3 separate regions of the Hordeum vulgare genome follow, and all the other regions are linked to region 3. The links are chromatin contacts, called in public Hi-C maps. All regions are on one chromosome and are shown on one strand. The core of a region is the stretch at or near the end of the contact, and the rest is flanking DNA. Distances in the headings are between cores, read along the strand shown.

What was found. A called contact is a pair of places that touch in the nucleus more often than the background predicts.
Region 1: a contact with region 3 is called in a Hi-C map of leaf, with 6 times the contacts expected there. The contact joins the promoter of LOC123443857 here to the promoter of LOC123443854 in region 3. A contact is called at or near these places in 3 of 6 Hi-C or Micro-C datasets (leaf and seedling) and 1 of 1 datasets of contacts at active chromatin or transcription factors (embryo).
Region 2: a contact with region 3 is called in a Hi-C map of leaf, with 4 times the contacts expected there. The contact joins the promoter of LOC123443853 here to the promoter of LOC123443854 in region 3. A contact is called at or near these places in 3 of 6 Hi-C or Micro-C datasets (leaf and seedling) and 1 of 1 datasets of contacts at active chromatin or transcription factors (embryo).

The regions. Positions count from the first base shown.
Region 1 is chr3H:359,315,361-359,319,162 of MorexV3_pseudomolecules_assembly, reverse strand. It overlaps LOC123443857 (carbon catabolite repressor protein 4 homolog 6), which reads right to left and starts at 2,048. Exons shown (of 15, transcript XM_045120395.1): 1 at 1,854-2,048; 2 at 1,271-1,775; 3 at 1-94. The coding sequence starts at 1,913.
Region 2 is chr3H:358,156,268-358,160,139 of MorexV3_pseudomolecules_assembly, reverse strand. It overlaps LOC123443853 (ABC transporter G family member 36), which reads left to right and starts at 1,675. Exons shown (of 21, transcript XM_045120392.1): 1 at 1,675-2,225; 2 at 2,317-2,437; 3 at 2,527-2,615; 4 at 2,819-3,063; 5 at 3,194-3,270; 6 at 3,367-3,420; 7 at 3,518-3,608; 8 at 3,709-3,872. The coding sequence starts at 1,882.
Region 3 is chr3H:358,703,375-358,707,203 of MorexV3_pseudomolecules_assembly, reverse strand. LOC123443854 (ABC transporter G family member 37) reads left to right here and starts at 1,549. Exons shown (of 20, transcript XM_045120393.1): 1 at 1,549-2,237; 2 at 3,369-3,702; 3 at 3,826-3,829. The coding sequence starts at 1,788.

The sequences.
Region 1 (3,802 bases), core at 799-3,298, 610 kb before region 3:
TCCATGATAAATGATGGTATGTCTCTATAAAGATCTTGGTGCTCCTGGGCCAGATAGTCCGCCAGTATATTGTATGACAGAACCTTAAACCTCTCTGCAGAATGAAAAGTCAATACTCAAAATACAAGAGCAAGAACTGTATTCTTTTACAAGAATAATGAGGATCTCGCACACATCATATTTACTCAAGTCCAATACTAAGTTTGGAAAATACCACAAGCAAATCTCTTTGCAAGCATATCATTCCCTTAGGGCATCTCCAACGCGGGGCGCTAACCCAGGGCGCCAGGATTTGTTTCCCGATTGATGGGCAGTTGGGCGTTTCAATCCTGGCGCCAGCTACAGCATCAACGCAAAAATGGGAACCGGGCACTTGGGATTTTTCTGTTGCACGAGATAAAGCCGTGAGTGCAGCGGACGGCTTTCTTAGCGTCCGTGATTAGCGTCTGCCGTTGAAATAGGAGGCGCTAAGTTGCTTCTCTAATTCTACGAGATTTATTTTGTTTCTCAAAGCGCCTATACAGGCGCTTTTCATTGCAGATGCCCTTAGCACATCAACTGGAACTGCCGTCTCAGAGTTCACGACTTCAAAGGCATCTATCTTGATTTGGAAATCAAATTCCAAGTTTTTCATCATGACGATAATACTAGCTATAAATGACTCAGTTGCAATCATTATTAAGGAAACTTTCAGTTATGAGATAGAGCTAGGAATAAAAATTACTATAATAAGTAAAAGAGTGAATTCCACTTTTTACCCTGTAGTTGTAAATTTGTGACACATATTACCCCATTTAGTGGAAATTCTACTGGAACATCAGATTTTAGAGACTTTTAAATGATATTACCTCAGTTTTTCATTTTGCTTGTTTGTGTTAGATAGGATCTGCATGTTGCGTAAATGATTCGTAAGAAAAATGAGTAAAGTACAAAGGGCATTATTGACCATCATGTCCAGACTTTTCTTGTCCATTTGTTCCATTCCTCGTCCTCGGCCAGATATTTTTGGATCCCACACATCAACTTACACCTTCCCTAATGGACATGCATAAAAAAAATGAGTGTCTAAAGCTTCTTAAAGGGGTATTCTAGATGAATTTCCACTTGACGGGGTAATTCGTGTCACAAATGCACATCTAGGGGGTAAAATGTGGAATTCACTCTAAGTAAAACTAGTATACTGCTTGGACTTGAGAATAATGCTCCTAAGATGGTTTTGCAACACATTGCTGCAAATAAATACAGTAAATGTTAAGCATTGAGATGGTACCAGCATGGCGCGGTGGCAGCTTCTGCACAGATCGCCACTCTCGTTTGTACTGTGCCAGCCTCGATTGCAGCTGCGGCGCCGCAGGTCGGAACCCAGCATTCCGTGGCAGGAACCCTCCATTCGGTGGCACAACTCTGTATGGCTGTGGATGCCAGTGACCGTACTGATTTGGAGTCCCGTAGCCGTACTGAGGGCCTGGGAACGGCCCCTGCGGCGGATGGCTGTAGTTGTACGGCACAAACCCGTAAGGCTGAACCTGCGGCTGCGGCTGCGGATGTGGTTGAGGTTGACCATAGCCATATCCGTACGGCGGCGGCTGGAGCTGCGGCCCGTGCCTGTACTGCGGTGGAGACGCGCGAGGACCCCCGCCGCGACGGAGGGAATCGTTGGCAGCGGGCACAGTGCTGAGGTGGGAATCGCCGCTGACGAGCTCGGCGTCGGCGTAGGCGGAAGGAGGCGGGGGGCGGGAGGAGTATCCGCGGTGAGGCCGCGAGGATCCTCGGCGCTGCAAAAGGGGAGAAGGGTAAAAGGGGTTTAGATGTCAGGGATTGATAGGGAGGAGGAAGCCCAAACGGAGATTTACGTTGTAGTGAGAGGACATCGAGGCGGCTCGACGGAGAAAAGCTGAGGGGACGACGCGCATCCCCTGTGGTCACGACGGTGGCGGCAACGGCGGGCGGCGGCCTGGGAACAGCCGCATTCGACGAGTCGCCGGGGGCGGCGGAGTTGACTGCTGGCGCGGCGACGAAGGGGACGGGAGGCGGTGTGCTGCCGACGCAACGCCGAGGCAGGAGTACTAGGCTTTCCCGACTTCCTTACACTAACTTCGTGTCAGACCCTTGATTTTCGATCGGATGGTTGGCAGGAAAATGCCTTGTATCTGCAGCAGTATTTTCTGGATTCTCTTTCCTTGTAAAAAAGGATTAGACAGTAAACTAAGCTTAAACTGAACCTTTTCAGTGATTTGTGTTTGGGAATCGTTTCTGGCCGGTGCGTCGACCGCGCGCCTGTTGACTGGGCATGTAACATTTTTTCGTTTAAATTGTTGCAACCAACGTTATTTTTGCTGTAAGCGTTATTTTTTTGCTACATCTAGTCCACTAAAAAAGCTGCATATACGTTTGGTTGCAACTTCAGTTCTTCGGATTTTTCGTTACAATCGATGTTTTTTTACTTTTGCTACAACCGTGTTAATTTTTGCTACAGCCGGCATCATTTTTTGCTATAACCGTTCACTAAAAAAGTTGCATACACGTCACGTAAATATTTGTTACAACCGGCGTTTGACTTTTGCTACCACGCACCATCAGCTTCGTTTTTTTGCTACGATCACGTAGATATTTTTTTTGCTACAAATTTTGTTTTTTGTTGCAACCGTTGAAAAATTGTTGCATCGCATCGAAATTTTGCTGCATCGGGATGAAAAATGTTGCATGGAGATCCAACGGCGCGGACGCGCAGGGGTTGGTGGATCGTGCGGCCCGCGCGCGGTTTCTGCCGGTGCGCCGGCGCAGAGCACTGCCCTTTGTGTTTTTGGCAGTCTGTATGTTTTACGATCTGAACATTTAAAACCATCAGATCTGATTTTTTATTTTTTTTGCGAATAAAAAATTTCATTGATTAAATGGGATCAAAACAGTCCTCCTTACATAAGGTATCAACCTCTACCGGCGTACAGCGAAGCCAGACGGCCGTTCGCTAATCTACATGACCAATACGGGCAAGAGCAACTTTATTCCTACTCCTGACCACATGCAATATCGCATGTTCTCCCACCTCTTTGAGGGTTCGCTTGATCTCCATTAGCAGTGCCGCGCAGGGTGATCTGTGTTGGGGAACGTCGCATGAGAAACAAAAATTTTCCTACGCGGACGAAGACCTATCATGGTGATGTCCATCTACGAGAGGGGATGAGTGATCTACGTACCCTTGTAGATCGTACAGCAGAAGCGTTAGAGAACGCGGTTGATGTAGTGGAACGTCCTCACGTCCCTCGATCCGCCCCGCGAACAATCCCGCGATCAGTCCCACGATCTAGTACCGAACGGACGGCACCTCCGCGTTCAGCACACGTACAGCTCGACGGTGATCTCGGCCTTCTTGATCCAGGAAGAGAGACGGAGAGGTAGAAGAGTTCTCCGGCAGCGTGACGGCGCTCCGGAGGTTGGTGATGACCTTGTCTCAGCAGGGCTCTGCCCGAGCTCCGCAGAAACGCGATCTAGAGGAAAAACCGTGGAGGTATGTGGTCGGGCAGCCGTGAGAAAGTCGTCTCAAATCAGCCCTAATTGCTCCATATATATAGGAGGAGGGAGGGGGGCCTTGCCTTGGGGTCCAAGGACCCCCAAGGAGTCGGCCGAGCCAAGGGGGAGGACTCTCCCCCCCCCCAAACCGAGTTGGACTAGGTTTGGTGGGAGGGAGTCCTCCTCCCTTCCCACCTCCTCCCTCTTTTTTTTCTTTTCCTTTGATTTCTTATCCTTGGCGCATAGGCCCCTTTGGGGCTGTCCCACCAGCCCACTAAGGGCTGGTGTGTCT
Region 2 (3,872 bases), core at 426-2,925, 550 kb after region 3:
ACCGCCCAGTTTCGTCGAGCTCCTCCCTCTGACACTAAATTTCGCTGGCCGTTGTCGGATCAGCCCTCCCCTCCCCCTCCCCCTCCCCCCGCCCCAAGTTTCGGATACTCTCGGAAAACCCATATGTAAAGTAGAAAAAAAGATTACCTTTAACTTTGAATCATTTTATTTACAAAAAAGTGAAAACCTTATTTATCTTTCCACTTAGAGCATCTCTAACAAAGAGAACTAAAATTTTGCTCAAGATAGAAATTGTAAATTTGGGGTTGTTTGGCCCAAAAAACGACTCCAAGAACACAACTAAAGTTGTTGCATGTGGACCAATTTTTTGGTGTGCGCCCAAATGTTACCCAGTACCAATTTTTTACTCTTTGCGACACCTCCAAAGTACCAATAAAGTGGCACCAACCCACCGCCCTTCGGTATTTTCACCGCTACTGCACTGGCATGCCTACGATTTTGGTCACTGCCATACCGTCGGCCACTCCGAGCCCCTTCGCTCAGGGCAAATCACCGCCCCCTACAATGATAGCTGAGTTTGCGACGCCACCACCCAATTTCAATGACAAAGAAAGTGAAATTACATTTATCTCACGCGCAAAAGAAAAGGAAAAAAGAAATGACACGTAGAGTATCTCAGTTCCTATTGGAAAAGATATGTCATTTGATGCATAGGATAAGATTTTCTTCATCGAGTATAGCCTAATGTAGTATAACCTCTAGAGGAGGAGTCATGACGATGACGTATGCGTGTTGTCTCACCATGACCCTATTTAAGTAGTATGCGGGCTTTTTTATGTGTGCCGCTCAACCGTTGTAACAGTTTTCGTCCAGTTTTCCATAATTAACTGGACAATCTAGTTTTTCTGGATTTTTCCTGATAAACTGAGTAACTCTTTTCTTCTTAATGAATGCATGATAATTGTCATTTCAAAAAAATATATATGGTATAGCCTAATGTATTTCTCATTTGAAATATAAAGGTTGGTTCCTACCCACGTAGGAATGGAACTTAATTCCTACAACCAAAAGGGCGCTAGAATTATTTTTTTCCCTATAGGATTACCTACTAAATTACTGTGAACAAAGAAGGCCGAAAATAGACTGTACAGAGGAGAAAAAATGTTGGCTAATAAATACTCCTACTTACTCCTTTTGTTTTTAAATATAAGTTTTTAAAAATATTTCACTAGAATCTACATATGAACATATATAGAAATATTTTAAAGTATAGATTTACTTATTTTGTTTTGTATGTACTTCCTTCTTTTTAAATATAAGACCTTTTAGATATTTTAGTATGAACCACATACGAAGCAAGATAAGTGAATGTACACTCTAAAATATGTCTATATACATCTGTATCTAATTCATAATGAAATATGTAGAAGGTCCTATATTTAGAAACAAAATGAGTAGTCGATTCTAAAATCTTAGAAAACTTATATTTAAAAATTGGAAGGAATACTCTTTAATCAAGCCCGCATTCCCCGCAGGAAATGCTGGCAAAATAAATGCTGGCCCGCCAATCCTGCGGGAAGGGAAGGACACGCTGTTCTAGAGGACTGCAGCCCTGGTTGAGCCTCGGAGTACGGACTAGGCTTCTAGAAGCGACCAGCGGCCGCACGGTATAAAGGAATGGACGGGGATTTCCTTGGTAACCAAGCCGTCACCCGTGTTCTCACTTTCCCCGCTTCCCCTTCCCGTTCCCGTTTCAGGCACACAACTCTGACTCGCAATCGCGAGCCACCACCTTCCCAACGGATTCCCACACCTTACAAAACCCCCGTCGCCCCAACTCACCAGCATAAACGCACCTGAGGCTTGAAACACACCCGAGAAGCGAAAAGCCCTTGGAAGTCACGCCGACGGCGGGGGGAGATGGACGCGACGGCGGAAATCCACAAGGTCGCCAGCATGCGGCGCGGGGACAGCGGCTCCATATGGCGGCGCGGGGACGACGTCTTCTCGCGGTCGTCGAGGGACGACGACGACGAGGAGGCGCTGCGCTGGGCCGCCCTCGAGAAGCTGCCCACCTACGACCGCGTCCGCCGCGCCATCCTCCCGCCTCTCGACGGCGGCGAGGGCGCGGCGCCGGGGAAGGGGGTCGTCGACGTGCACGGCCTCGGCCCGCGCGAGCGGCGGGCCCTCATCGAGCGCCTCGTGCGCGTCGCCGACGAGGACAACGAGCGCTTCCTGCTCAAGCTCAAGGACCGCCTCGAGCGGTGCGTGCTACTACCCGTTTCCGTTTCCTGGCCGGAGCTCGTCGCCATGCCTGCCGGGTGTTTGATGATTTGTGCGTGTTTGGTTGCGCAGGGTTGGGATTGAAATGCCCACGATCGAGGTGAGGTTCGAGCACCTCGTGGCGGAGGCGGAGGTCCGCGTCGGCAACAGCGGCCTCCCCACCGTCCTCAATTCCATCACCAACACGCTCGAGGTGATCGTCGCAGCCAGACACCAAGGACGTTTGTGTCTCTGCGTGTCAGTTGAAGAGATATTGATTTGTTCTCGGTGTGCTTGGTGCAGGAAGCGGCGAACGCGCTGCGCATACTCCCCAACAGGAAGCGGACCATGCCCATCCTCCACGACGTCAGTGGCATCATCAAGCCCCGCAGGTAGTCAAAAGATCTCTCTCAGCCTTTTTGGCCACAGAAAACATGCTCATGCTCATGCTCATGCTCATGCTCATGCTCTGCCTGCCGAGTACACACTACACAGTACACTTGTCACCTGATTGAACCTGTAGACTTTGACCCGCGGGTCTTTTGGAACTTGGCTTCATAGCTTCTTCCACCTCACGCTCTTTTCGTTCGCGCAGGATGACACTCCTGTTGGGTCCACCTGGGTCCGGCAAGACCACATTGCTGCTCGCGCTGGCCGGGAGGCTCGACAAAGACCTCAAGGTCTCAGGCAATGTTACCTACAACGGGCACGGGATGGAGGAGTTTGTGCCGGAGAGGACGGCGGCCTACATAAGCCAGCACGACCTCCACATAGGGGAGATGACTGTGAGGGAGACGCTCGCCTTCTCCGCACGCTGCCAGGGTGTTGGCACCCGCTTTGGTACAATTCTCTGCAACTGTCACATGCACTTGCTCATGCATTCATTTCTGCTGCTTTCAGATCCTTTGGGATTGGCTGAGTTTGCTTCAGATACTATGCTTATCAAGCTTCCTTTTTGTTACATTGTCAGATATGCTCACGGAGTTGTCCAGGCGAGAGAAGGCCGCAAATATCAAGCCAGATGCTGATATCGATGCATTTATGAAGGCAAGACTTGCAAATCTGAAATAAACCAAGAATATTATAGTGGTTTCTGTGTGTTCTTCATGATATCTAATCCGAAATTATGTTTATCTTCATTAGGCGTCTTCAATGGGGGGTCTGGAGGCCAATGTGAACACAGACTATATATTGAAGGTAGTACATGAAATTTGAGCTACAGCTGCGATTACCTTCACACTGAATCACCCAAATCTGTTTTTGCTCACCGTTTGGACGTTACTGTATTTTACAGATATTAGGACTAGAGATGTGTGCAGACACGATGGTTGGGGACGAGATGCTGAGGGGCATCTCTGGTGGACAACGGAAGCGTGTTACAACTGGTAAAAAAAGATAGAACTCCAGCTCCATTTCAGTATGTATGTCAACATCAGCTATTAATGAACAGTTACATGAATAATTTTACGTTGATATGTCCTGTAGGTGAGATGCTGGTTGGGCCGGCCAAGGCGCTCTTCATGGACGAGATCTCAACTGGGCTTGACAGCTCAACTACATTCCAGATTGTAAACTCACTCAGGCAGTCTGTGCACATCCTTGGCGGCACAGCCGTCATCTCCCTGCTGCAGCCAGCCCCTGAAACATAC
Region 3 (3,829 bases), core at 300-2,799:
TGGGGTTGATCGGGAACGAGTGGCAAGAGTTTACCCAAGTTCGGCCCTCCGATGGAGGTAAAAGCTTATGTCCTGCTTTTGGTGTTATTGATGATGATCTCGATTACAAGGGTGCGGAATCGCTAACCTAGCTCTCGAGGATTTCTAGCATATCCCTTCTACCCCAGGGGCTTCCATTTATATATAGGTGGAGGCTCTCAGATTACAATAGAATCCGGATCGTACTACAACCCGTGACTTAATCTAACTCCTACCTATCTTGTCTTCCAAGCAGGAAATAACTCTTTACGTCAAGTGCAATGAGCGACCCGCTAGGTGATTGGATAACCCACACTTCAAGAGGAGCCGCTCCTTAGGCCTTGTGTTTATACATGTCTTGTTCTTGGGCTAGACTTTAAAAGGTCGGGTAAGGCCCGGGGTTATATCCTCAAGACTGGACGTCGTGGTGTCGTCGACGACAAATAAGCCTCACAAGGTTGACGCATGAGTACAACTCTGAAGATGGATATGTGCAAGACGACGACGGCAACCTATGAGAGTGCGCCGGACCGGTGTGTGCCCCATATCCGACAATGTGGCTTGGTTGGGGCCTTCGGTTTTAGATGTTAGCCTATGATGCGAGGTTTGTTTGATATTTGGCTCACACTGTGGCACCCCTTTATCAAGTTGATAGGAGTAACGATAAATGTTGTCAAGACGATGGCTTCAGACTTACTAATATATTATTTTATAATTTTTTTGTAAATTATTAATAAAATAATTGCATGCATCGCCGAGATGACCGGTCTTTCTCCCTTTAAAACATCAATATATAAGAAAAGGCAAGTAGACCAATGGACGAAGAAAATTTCGACCAACCGGCTCAAGGATTCGCCTGAAAAGACTTTTCTACACGGATGGGATTTAATAATGAATGGGTCACTGCTCATGTCGACACCCCTAACGAAATGAATGGGCGGATCAATCTCTGGTGAGCCGTTGGATGGACGCAGCCGCCGTTGTCGTCGCCCGGCCTCATCGTCCTGGCTGGACACGATTTTTTTAACCACACCCATCCAAAGTAGACACTATTGTTAACAATCAGAGACCACCAGTACTAGTCGTAGTAGTATACTCTTGCTCCTACTCTGCATCTGCAAGTGGTTGCAGGCGGCTGCCCTCTTCCTAATATCATACTATCCCTGGCCAAACGAACCTACCGCGGGGGGAGAGCAGCCTCTAATCGAATAATCCCGAGACATGCATGCATGTTGACCACTGCCCGCCTCGGCCACGACGCAGAGACAAAACCCCCGCTGATGCCAGGAAGCTCCCCCCCGCGCGCGGTCAGGTGTAAACACGCGCGTGAAAAATGAAGAGCTAGCTCGAAAGCGTAGTTTCATTATCTTGTAGGACGACGACCACATCCCGTGCCGGGTCCAAGCTCGCACAGTGCAGCGGACCTGTACGAAATGTGTCGAGGTCAAGGACCCGCTCAAGGTAGGTGAGGTGAAACTCGATAATGTGGCTGCCGTGGTCTTCCTCCTCACCAGCTTCTTCAACCATTCCCTTCTCCTGGGCGTATATATAGGGACTCCTTCGTCTGCTCCCTTCGTACTAGCTCGTACCCCAAGCCAAACCAGTGAGTCCCCTGTCGGAAGGCAAGGAGGAGCTGCGCAACAGAGCTAAGCCAGGGCAGGCCAGGCCAGTGCACTGTGCACAATACTCCTAGAATAGAGTGATCAACGGAGGAAGAAGACGAAGATAAGTAAGTAAGTAAGTAAGCAATCAATCAAGCAGAGGCGAGGATGGATCGAGAGATCCACCGGGTGACGAGCCTGCGGCGGGACAGCTCGCTATGGCGGCGCGGCGACGACGTGTTCTCGCGGACGTCGTCGCGGTTCCAGGAGGAGGAGGACGACGAGGAGGCGCTGCGGTGGGCGGCCCTGGAGCGGCTGCCCACGTACGACCGGGTGCGGCGCGGGATCCTCACGGTGGAGGACGGCGGGGAGAAGGTGGAGGTGGACGTGGGGCGGCTGGGCGCCCACGAGAGCCGTGCGCTCATCGAGCGGCTGGTTCGCGCCGCCGACGACGACCACGAGAACTTCCTCCTCAAGCTCAAGGAGCGCATGGACAGGGTCGGCATCGACTACCCCACCATCGAGGTGCGGTTCGAGAAGCTGGAGATCGAGGCCGAGGTGCGCGTCGGCAACCGCGGCCTCCCCACGCTCATCAACGCCGTCACCAACACACTCGAGGTACATCATTCCTTCTCCTTCCGCTCCAAAACAGATGCGACAAGTCCATGCATGGCGGCTTACCTTCAATTTGCATTTGTTTTTTGTTTTCCCCCCACACCACTCGAACAAGCATGTTGATCATAGTTAATGATAACTAATCAGTCCTGGCTTGGCTGCGACAGTACATGTACATGGTAGGGCCAATTAGTCGATGAGGATGGGCTGCTTTTGCGTTTTGGTGCAGCTGGTTCCGCGATGGAGGCGAGCGACGGTGCTCTCTCGTTTATCATATGGTTATCGACAGCGACGCTGCGAAAATTGAAGCCAAGTAGGGGCTTTGTTTTCTCGTTTTTGCGATTGCAACTTGCCAGCGAGCTGTATGCCTTTTGGCCCATCGGCAAGCAATGCGGTAGGTGAGTCGCCTCTCGGCGCGTGATATTTTCTTGGCTTCACAAAAGACCAAGCACACGCTGCAGCTTGATTGCCGTTTCGGCCACTTGTCCGGCAGAAAGTATTACTCTGACCGTGTCTCGCTTTCGAGGCTTTTTTTTTCTCCACGTGACTTCGGAATTCGAGATTTATTAAACCTAGCCGCCACCTAATATTCAGGTCCTCATCCTTTCTTCTTTCAATTGCACCAAGTACTAGTAACAATTTTATATTACTCCGTATTATACAAAGATAAATGTTTATTTAAACAAGAAATGTGATCTTTTAGGAGTAGTACAAAATTTCCTAGCATAAAGTAGCCCAACAAGAGCCCAAACTGTCGCGACGCCGGGCTCGGCCCGCAACGGAGCCTGCCGCTCCTGCCCGACTTCATCACTTACAAAAAAACAAATAACAAATACCGACCGTGTCCCACCAACCTCCGCCTATGGCCACCGGCACCGGCACGGCGTCGCGACGGTCGTTCCCTACCTCCGGCCACCTCCACCGCATCCCCATCCACGCCACGGAATCGTCCGACCTCCACCCCATGGCATGCGATGTTGGCGCATCGGCCGCGCGGCTCTGCGGCATTCCGCCGAGCGAATGGCGTGCGCGTCCACCTCGTTTCGCCAGCGACACCGCCATTGGAAGAAGAAGAACCGTGTCCTTTCTTTCGATATCTCTCTCTAAGCATGTGAATTGCTCGGTGTGCTCCAGGCCGTCGGGAACGCGCTCCACGTCATCCCCAGCCGGAAGCAGGCCATGACCGTCCTCCACGACGTCAGCGGGATCATCAAGCCCCGGAGGATGACGCTGCTGCTTGGGCCTCCTGGCTCGGGAAAGACGACGCTGCTGCTGGCGATGGCAGGGAAGCTGGACAAGGACCTAAAGGTCTCCGGGAAGGTCACCTACAACGGCCACGGGATGGACGAGTTCGTCCCGCAGAGGACCGCCGCTTACATCAGCCAGCACGATCTCCACATTGGGGAGATGACCGTGAGGGAGACGCTGGCCTTCTCGGCCCGGTGCCAAGGTGTTGGCACTAGATATGGTATGCTATGCTCATGCTGCCTAATTATTGGGGCTATGTTATGGATTTGATATGCTTATCTATCTTATACGTATGTCGTAGTGGCGATAATCTCTGATGTTTTTGCTTTTTTGCTTGTTCTAGAGAT